Regions from separate parts of the Oryctolagus cuniculus genome. Here region 2 is linked to region 1. A link is a contact called in public Micro-C data. All regions are on one chromosome and are shown on one strand. The core of a region is the stretch at or near the end of the contact, and the rest is flanking DNA. Distances in the headings are between cores, read along the strand shown.

Region 1 (4,870 bases), core at 916-3,415:
ATGCTGGAATGGAAGGGAATGCTTTGATTTTTATCAAAGTGGTTTGGGTTAAAGACGGGCTGGAGTTGTGTACTTGTCCTGCAGTTTTGGCCAGTGGGGTTTATGCAGAGGTGTGATGTTTGGGGTCTGGGGAGATCAGACTGGGTATAGAGGACATGGCTTGGTTGTAGTTATATTAAATCTATGTGGCAGGCCCTTTTCCAACTTCACTAGGTCTCATTTTTTTTTTTCCAAATGCCCTTTGAAGTCCTGTTGTTTTAAGAGCCAGTCATTGATTTTTCTAAACTAGTATAACATATGGAGTAGCCATCGGCTTCCAAAGGCTGAAATGTAGATGACACCCCAGGGACTCAGGAAGTGCCCAAGAGTGATCTGGTCCTTTGAGAAACTAGTCTTCTCAAAGAAAAAAGTTAAAAAAAAAAAAATACCACCATATGGTGCTTTGTTATCATCAATGGGCCATGCATGCATGTAAAAACCTGGGCACACCAGAACATAAAACAAACATCAAAGTTAAAATGAAGGATAAGTGGATATCAGATACCTGATTTGTCCCCTTTCATTTAATGTACAGCTTTGATTTGAATACAGATAGACTTGGGGGAGATCTAAAGACCTATAGATGGTGTTCCTCTGGTTTAAATACCCCAATAAAGGCTGGAGACTGCTGTTTGTAACAACCTGTGATGTCAAATCTAGTTCATGTAAGGAAGTGAAACAGCTAATTGGCAATTTTTTTTATGGACTAAATATATAGAAAGCTCAGAGGTGAGTCAGTAGCCATTGCTTAAGATACGAGACATAACCATCCACAAAGTCACAGCTGAACACGGGAGTCACAGGTCCTCTTCTGGCAGCACTGACGCCTTCTGTGTGTCCCTGTGAGGTAGACACCTCCACTGTCCCGTGGAAGTTACCGTCCCAGCAGTACCCGCCCCTTCAAAACCTGGGATCCTGATGCCTTTGATTAAATTCGCAGCACTTTCTGGCTTTAAGATGTCCACATTCCATCTCCCGAAGAAAAGAATGGGAAATTGCAATGAAATATTTAAAATGTGGTCTAAAGGTTTAAAATATATAAACACGTTAGCTTAGGTACCCTTGGAACAGCTATTACAGTAAAATGCTCAACTTGTTATTTCATATTAACCTCTCTTATCCTGTGACCTCACAGTCCCATTAACTCGGCTGCTGGCATTCCTCCCACCATAAATCCAGAGGAAGTTCCCTGTCTAGGGGCTGCAGTCCCGGTCTTTCCAGGACTTAACCCCCACCCCGAGATAGGGTTACAGATCTGGGGGCGAGGATAGGGCGACTGAAAAATTGCCACCTGGGTTTGTCTAAGGGGTTAATCTGCCTAGAATATTTCTCTACCACCCATCGATTTTCATTTAAAAAAAAAATAATCCTGGCCTTTGGCGTTAATTCGGTTGGCTGGGGCTTTATTTTATCTTTCAGCCTTTTTTTTTTTGGAGCCGCCTAAGACCAGGTGGAAAAGCCTTGTTCAGGGAAAATCTCTTCCCAGAGTGGCGCTGCAATGGTTGCCAGCGCTCGAGGACCAGGAGCCTGGCAACAAAAGGGTTACTGGTTCCCCCAACCACCGCCTCTACCCCCGAATCGATTTTTCTTATTTAATCAGCGAGTTAAAAAAAAAAAGGGGGGGGGGAGTTGCAGGCTGGACCCTGCGGTGGGGGAGGGTGCGAGGCCCGAGCCGCGACTCGCAGCATCCGTGTCGGGAGCCGGGGCTACAAGCCCCCGGAGCCGGGAAGGGCCGGCCCCCGGGCGCTCGCCGCTCCTCGGCTTCCCGCTGCCCGCGAGCGACCGCGTTTTGCGTCCTGCACACCCTCACCCTTGCATTTACCGGCAGCCTGGCCTCGCAGCCTGTTGGAGCTGTGTTTTAATAAATAAGTGTTTTCTGTGAATGAGGCAGTCATTTTTTTTTCTCTTCCTGCGGGAGGTTCCTCACCCCCGATCTGGTTGGAAAAGAAAGCGCTTTGTCTGCACAGCCCACCCCCCCGGCGCACCCCACCCGCGCCCAGGGTGTGCTTTATACGCGGGTGTCTCTCGGCCCCCTCCAGTAGCCCCGAGAAAGCAGCCGGCCAATCGGAGGGCCCGGTTTCATAAAAGCTGCTCTCTGATTGGCCCGATGCGAAAGGGCACTGCGAACAAAGAAAAGTCCCTTTCAGGTACAGCGGCTGGGAGCTCGCTCTGCTGCGCTCCCCCGCGTGTGCGTGCGTTGAGTTCCAGCCCAGATTTCGGTGCTGCACACCAAGCCGGTTGCGCGTGTAGGCACTGGGGGCAGGGGGAGGGAGGGGAAGATTTTTTTCGTTGTTGTTGTTGTTTTTTTAACTTTACATTTTTTTTTATAAAAAGTACACAGGACGGTCTGTGACACTCTGATGGTCCATCTTCTTTCCTAATAAATTTGTTGAAGAGATTAGAATTTCCAAAATAAAGCGGCCGCCACCACCACCACCACCACACACATTCAATGCAGTTAGAAGGAAAAGGTCAACTCGGTGCCAGACAGACCGTAAGTACGGTTGCGTGGTGTGTCTCTTCTCTCTCTCTGGCGCTTAGCGGGGACTGGAGGCAGGGGAGTGCTTGGAAGGCGGAGCTGGCCCCAGGGTCCGGCTTGCGCCTCTGCAGCAGCCCGGGCCGGGGAGCCGTGTTACCCAGCGGAGGCTGCAGCGTGAGTTGAACCTCACGCAGTTCCGCTCCTCCGGGCGCTCGGGGGGACTTGCAGCGAGCTGCCCTTGCGGGGCTGCAACCCGCAGGACGATGGAAGCCACGCAGCTCCAGGTCCCGGGCCACAGGGTCAGTCCTCTCGCCCGCCTGCGCCCTCCCTCTGCTGTCCCGGCTGGGGCAGCCCCCTCCCCAGGCCGAGCCCGGAGAAGGGGGAGGGGACCCAGCCGGGTCTCTGTCCCCCTGCCACGTCCCAGTGTCCAATAATTTAATCTCAGACCCGTGTCCCAGTGCAATGGTGATGAGGACCGTTTTTTCCACCTCTTAAAAAAAAAAAAAAAAAGCAAGCAAGCCCTCCAAATACCATTGAGAAAGGAAGAGAGGAAAAAAAAAAAAAAGGCCCCACCCAACCCAAACAAACCCACAAATAGTAACAACGGTGTGTTTATTCCCGGGCTCGGCCCGGGAGCTCGCGAGACGGTTCTTTGTTTCCTACGAGGGCGGTGGGGTGGCAGTGTGGGGGTGGGGAGCCCCTCAAACGCCCCCGAGCAGCCCCCGGCCCCGGCCGACAAATTGGAGCGAAGTTGAGGAAAGGTTTATAAGGTGTTTCTGCAAAACATCTGCTGGGCTCCCCGCGCCCCGGGCAGACCCCAGGACGCGGGGCTCGGGTGGGTGCGGGGCTCGGGTGGGTGCGGGGGAAGCCCGCAGCACGTGCGGGCCGCCCCGGCGCGGGGGCGAGCGCGGGGACAGACCGTCAGCAGCTGACTGGTTGTGTGTGTGTGTGTGTGTGTGTGTGTTTTTTTAAAGACCAGATCAGTATTTTCTTGATACCTTGTCACCATTTTCGCTCTCACGACGGCCAATGGAGCCCGCGGCGCGCACGTGACGCGGGCGGGCCCGCTCCGGTGCGGTGGTTGGCCGCCCCGCGAGCCCGCCGCCCCCGCCCGCAGCCCCGCGCTTCCCGCGGAGCCCCCCACCCCGCGCTCCCCATCCATCACCGATTCATTACTGCTTTTAGCTTTCCCGACGCCGGCTAATTAAAAAGACGAAGCCGGGGCTCCGCGCCACTCGACGCGGGCGGGGGCGGCGGGAGGAGGAAGAGGAGGAGGAGGAGGAGACACGCGGGGACACGCACCGGCCGAGTACCAGGAGGGGAAAAGTGTCCTGGAAAAGGTCGCCTTGAAAAAAAAAAAAAAAGATTTTTTTTTCCTGACTCTAATTATCGAATTACCACATGACCGATGGGCTGGAGCGACACAGGCCGCCCTCCTCCTCCTCCTCCCGCGTCGCCCGCTCCCTCAGGGACTATCCTGGGAACTCGGTTCCTTTTTCTTAAAACAACATAAAAGAGGAAAGCACCACATCCTCTCGGGTGGGAGGGCCGCGCCCCCTCGCCTCGGCGCGCGCGGCCGCCGCCCCCAGCCCCCACACCTGTGCCCCGCGCCGCGGCCGCGCTCCTCCCCCGCCTTCCTCCTCCTCCTCCTCCTCCTCCTCCTCCGCCGCCGCCCCCGCCTCGGCTCCTAAGTTAGTTGGAGAAATCAAATCTGTCAGGAAGGGCGGAAAAATGCCACTTCCCGGCTAACAGGCGGAATCCAGCCCAGATTTTCAGGGCTTTCTGGCCTCGCTTTCTTCCCCGGCGCTAATTTGCCGCGGTGCGGGCGCCGCGGGCCTCGGCGGCGGCGGCGGCGGGCGCCCGGGGCTCGCTCGGCGGGGTCCTCGCTCGCTGCTCGCGGGGCTCGAGTGCGGGGCCGGAGGCGCACTCACAAGTTGGGGAAAGTTTTGTCTCGGACCCCCCCCCCCCCCGCCTCTGTCTCTCTCTCTCTCTCTCTTTTCTCTCTCTCTTAAAAAAAAAACAACTATTATTCTCGATGCTTGTTAAGAGGAAAAAGCCCCTCTGGTGCTTCTGTCGTGAACGTGAAACATTATCTTCCAGCCACAGTGACACATTTTTTTTTTTTTTAAAGGAGAAAAGGACTCCCGAGCTGTTTGCCAAAAAGGGGTGGGGGTGGGGAGGCGGAATAATGCGATCGAGTGATGATTCTGGCAGAGATGCGCTCTTGGGTTTCTTCCTCCTTGATCATTCGGTGTTTAAGTAAAATGAGGCACAGGCTTGTTTCCGAGTGGACGGGGAAAAGCATTTTGATTTGCTGGCCTAATTAAAAAAATGATAGAGGATTAAAGGTAA
Region 2 (4,870 bases), core at 692-3,191, 650 kb before region 1:
AGCATTGAAGTGTGAGTCGCACGATGCCTTGAGGATGAGTCAGTATCTGACAAGTCATCTGAGCCATCACGAAGCTTGAGGAATACTTCCCATCGCTGTCCTCACAAATTCCGAACCCCACGTCTCACGCACCAGAGGCCATGTCGTAGGTCACTCTGTTAAACCTTCCGTGTGAGTTCTTGAGCACAAAAATGAGGCCAGCACAGAGTCACATCACTTTGTCTCCATGTAATTTCTTCTTTTATGTGGGTGTTTTGTTTAGTTTTGCTTTTAAACCCAGTGAGTTTTAGTACGTTGTATTTGCGATGGCAAAAAACACATAAGGAGTGGATAGCCACCTAATGCATTCCAGAGGTGTGTGTGTGTGTGTGTGTGTGTGTGCGTGTGCGTGTGTGTTTTGGGGAGGAGGGGGAGACGGAGCACATTTTCAACTTTCACGCTATTATTTCTTGAGTTATAATTATATTCTCCAAAACAGCCATCATCATTCATATGCTACATACAATTCCTCGCACTCTTTTGCAGGTGAGGTGTAATGACACTGTCAGCATCCACTTAAATAACCCTCCCCTCCCTTGATCTGTAGGAATCATTGTGGCGTTGCTACAAAACTAGACACTATGCTAAACTGATGAGTAAATAAATCAAAGACCAGCGATCCTTGCTAGTTTATATGATACTTAAAGTGATATAAAGAAAAACTTGCCTATAATATTTCCAGGCAATCTGATTATCTAAATTAAATAAACTTCACATACTTGATGGGTGGATTATGCCATTGACATATTGGTGACTCCTTCCTTTAGCAATGGCCAAACCGCCTTATAGTAAAGCTAACAGGGAAAATGCATGGTTATTGCACGTTTTCTGCTAAACTGGGGCGTGCATTCTCTTCTGTGCTTGTTGGCAGAAAGCAGCCATTATGTCTGGGGAGAGAAAAGTCCCAAGGCACCGAAGAGGAAGGGGCAGCTCGTGTGTGATCTTAAAGTGCAGTCCTTGTTTTTTGTGATTCTCCAGGTTTTTGTTTCTTACTTGAATTTCGTTTGCTCCTCTGCGAGGTGGAGGTTTTGTTTCTGTTCTTAAAAGGCGCTCTTAGCAATGAAGACCCTTCAGCTCTTGGATCGCCGTCCCCAGAACACTATGCCACTTCCTAAGCGTTTCCTGACACCCTGAGCTTTGGTGGGGGTTCGCACGTGTTCCTTGGGAATGCTCACTGCTGTGGATTTTATGAGAACTGCAGTCCTGGGTTCTTTCTTCCTGTCATCTGGAGAAGCTGGTCCCCGCAGCTCTGCGGGCTCGGGTCACACGCTCTCTGCAACGTGCCAGGAGCCAATTAGGAGCGTTTGTGCAGGCTGGAATGCCCGCCCGACTCCCAGGCAGCTCTCGCTGAATCCGCTGGCCTCTCCCTATGATGTGGAAATCTGTTCCTGTTTGACTCCTACAGCTGGTTTTGATCAGCCTTCTCCAAAGAGGAAGTTTCAATTAGCACAGCTCCAAATGCGCTCGGGAGGTGTATTTTTATGGCGACTCTTTGTTCCTGGTGGAGTGTGACTGTTTAGCAGACACAGCCATTGCGTGGGAGTCACCGGGTGACCGAATGACAGCAGGGCTGGGCTTTGCCAAAACCAGAGGAACGAGACAGCCAAATTGAATTAGTGGTTGAAACACATTAATTTATGCTAGATAAATGTTATTGTGGTCCCGTGGGCAAGCACTCAGATCACAGGCCTTATGAACTCTTTGCAGCAAGAGGGCTCCGAGGCAGTAAATCAGCGGCAAAGCAGATCCTTGCGGGTCCTCTCTCTGCAGTGGCCTCTGTCTTCCCCTCCCCTCCCCCTGGGGACAGCTCCCCGCTTGGCACACGTTGTGTGATATTCAACGCACGGCCATCGCAGTCACGATTTGCGCAGGCTCTGCTGGAGACGGGGCCATTGATTATGCCCGTGGCCCTCGCCGAAGGCAGCTGTGTGTTTATCATTGCAGACTGCAGCTCTCAGTGGGCACGGTGCTCTGGCTGGGCCCCAGCTTTCCGAGTCGGCGCAGCTGTGCCGTCAATGGAACCTTGATGTCTCGGAGGCACGCAGCGCACCCCCGCCATGTCCTGACAAGGCTGTTTCTCTTCTGGGAAGGAATTAGATCCACTTAAGGCCGGATTCTTCCTACAGAAAGGAAAGTAGAAATAAGTGTTTTCTGGCTGCAAATTGTGGCAAGTGAGGGATGATGCCAAGAAAGAATTATGCATAAATGATGGTGTTTAAACTTGTTTTTATGTGTTTAGATGCGTCTCTGCCAAAAAACTGACAAGGCCTCTCTGTTGGCACTTTTTCAGAGGGACCATTCACACACTGAGCGTTTTCTTAATAAAGAAATAATTGTAAATCGCTGGAGTCGAGGCAGGTGAAAACCAGTTGACCTTAAACACGATCTGTTGCACGCCCAGGGAAAACAGCTGGCTGAGCAGACTGGTGAGTGGCCACCTCCCCTACGCCATAGCCATCAAAAATGTGTGTCCTGCTTGGACCTGGCCAGATTTTGTGCACTGGATGAGGGCATGGGATCCAGGGTTGCTTCTAGGTTTTATGCCACATTTTACCTTTCGCCAGCGTGGCACTCGTGAGCAAATCGCTGCTCTCTCTGTCTACATAGGTAGGCGTAGCGGTGATAACTTCGTTTGCAGGGTTGTTAAGATTGAAGTTCATGAGCAGAACCCATTAGCAGAGAGAATGGGGAACAAGGTAAACCGTGGAGCAACAACATCTTGTGTTAATTACTGGTGTCGCTCTTGATCCTAAAGGAGACAAGTTCAGCTTTTAGTTCAGTTCCCCAGAGGGTGGCAGAAGGAGTGCTGGCACAGGATAAGTCTTTCCTTGGCACAGTCAGAAAACCGAAGACCTCCGTCCCTTACTCAAGACAGCCCCTTGGACATGCAACTGGGAATGTGGCGTGGGGGAGGGGCTGGCACATGGCAGGTGCCGACCAGGTTTCTTGTGGATAGGACCTCATTTTGATGACTGTTCCCGTGTGCTTACAGCTTTGTGTGTAAACTGCCCCCGGGTGAAATTCCCCTCCCCCATAGTTGACATACATTTCCAAGACCAAAAAACAAAACAAAACAAAACAAACAAACAACAAAAAAAAAACACAAAAAACAAAAAAAAAAACCTCTTTTTCAAGTTGAAAACATTATTGCTGTTTCCCTTTCACTCTGGAATGGAAAAGAGGAAAGAAAAGTGGCAATCTACCACCAGGCCTTTACGTTTTCTAAATCATTGCTTTAATCTCTGATGCCCCAGTTGACTTCCCAGCGAAACCCATGCAACTGTTGGAATCCAGTCTTTTGGTTGCTATAGTCATGACCTTGGTAGTTGGGTGATTTTTAAAAATCAAATTTAGAGAAAACTTTTTAATGGATCTCTATGCATATGTAATACATTTTTATTTGTCATTCCATTTTTAGTTGGAGTTTCATAAGACTAGAAGACAAAAAACTGTACCTACTGGATGTTACAATTGAGGGATATGCATGACTTAATTTCTCAGGGTTAATGTAACCTTCAAAGTCAACAAGCAGAATTTCTTACCTAAAAGATTTTTGCTGAGTTACTAAGAAAAGGAAAGCGTAATCTAATGTGGCAGTAGTGGGGCCTTCATACCTGGCCTTTCAATAAATGTATGGCATTTGATAATAAAATCCCAAGAACAATAAAGTCCTTCCTCCCTGGTTGACTCCTGTGTCCTGTGGCACACACACCCTGAAGCTCTGTGGTACTAATTATTTAGTTAATGAAAAGTGGTTGAACAGTAAATTTATTCTCACTTCCTCCCCATGTCCTGACTTCTCTTAAATCATGTTTTATCCTCAGTTAGATCAAACGTGTTTTCCTCTTTTTTTTTTTAACTACTGGAACCAATCACTATTAAAAGTTTTACAGTCAACAAATGGTAAAATTTGCAGAAGATGATGAATTACACCAAGGCTGCTGATTTTTAAACCACAACCAGTATATATGGTTTCTTCTGGTGCCTTCTGACAGCTCCAAGTACAGTGCCCTTGACCTTGAACAGACTGAAGTCCTGTGTGTACCATGATGAGGAGTCATGTCATGCCCAGAGTCTTAGGGACTCCACACTTCCTCCGGAGAGGGCTCATCCATGTGTTCTTTGCTTAGGATTTGTGCATATTGTTAATTAGGCCAAGGCAATAGGCCTGGGAGGCAATTAGTCAGACAGTGATGCAAAAAGACAACAAACCCCCATCATCCACTTGCCGCTCCGAGAAGCCAACGGCTCGTGAAGGCGCTCCCTGCCTGTCTGTTCGAAGATTCCATGGCAAGCACGGGTCTGCTCAGCCCCTGAGGCGGTCTGTTAATAAATATCGTTTGTAGCAGATCTCTGTTCTGTTACGAATGGACATAAAACAGCATAATTTAAAACATGTCAATAACTCAAGGCAAAAATGCCAAACATAGCCTGCTGTGTCTTCCTAACACCGAGCCCAGTGTACACAAGGAAACTTCCCCAAGAACTCCTGCTGGCCGAGGGTGGATCTTGTTCCCGGTGACTAATGCGACCCGTCCCGTTCAGACAACCCCAGGGGTGGACATCTCGGTGTCCCCCGTGCAGTAAACTCAGGGGAGCTTTTCTGTGGCAGGGCCAAGCAGCCTTCTAACCTCCAGTCCTGGAAGATGCTTTCAAACCTGGGTCCTTTGTCGGCCTCATGAATTCTTAATCGTTTGTGAGTGTTTCCTGGTGTTTTCTTCCGCCCCTCCCTCTCTCTGTCTTTCTCCTGAGCAGCCTTATTTATAAGCTCTCTGGGCATAAATCCTTATAGGCACTGAGCTTGGGTTAGAAAGTCTTAGGGAGATTTGCT

What was found. A called contact is a pair of places that touch in the nucleus more often than the background predicts.
Region 2: a Micro-C map of ear pinna shows a contact between it and region 1, with 6 times the contacts expected there. The contact joins the enhancer-like site here to the promoter of ZNF608 in region 1. A contact is called at or near these places in 2 of 6 Hi-C or Micro-C datasets (ear pinna and skin fibroblasts).

Annotation. Positions count from the first base shown.
Region 1 is chr6:14,273,188-14,278,057 of mOryCun1.1, reverse strand. It overlaps ZNF608 (zinc finger protein 608), which reads left to right and starts at 2,165. Exons shown (of 10, transcript XM_070076059.1): 1 at 2,165-2,285; 2 at 2,374-2,533. The coding sequence starts at 2,492.
Region 2 is chr6:14,920,797-14,925,666 of mOryCun1.1, reverse strand. No RefSeq gene overlaps it. Among named protein-coding and RNA genes, the nearest start is that of ZNF608, 650 kb to the right of the region's middle. Within about 2 kb of position 1,941, at least 4 of the 8 cell types and tissues checked have an H3K27ac peak or open chromatin away from gene starts, as enhancers often do. A contact at or near this core is called in ear pinna, where this site is marked.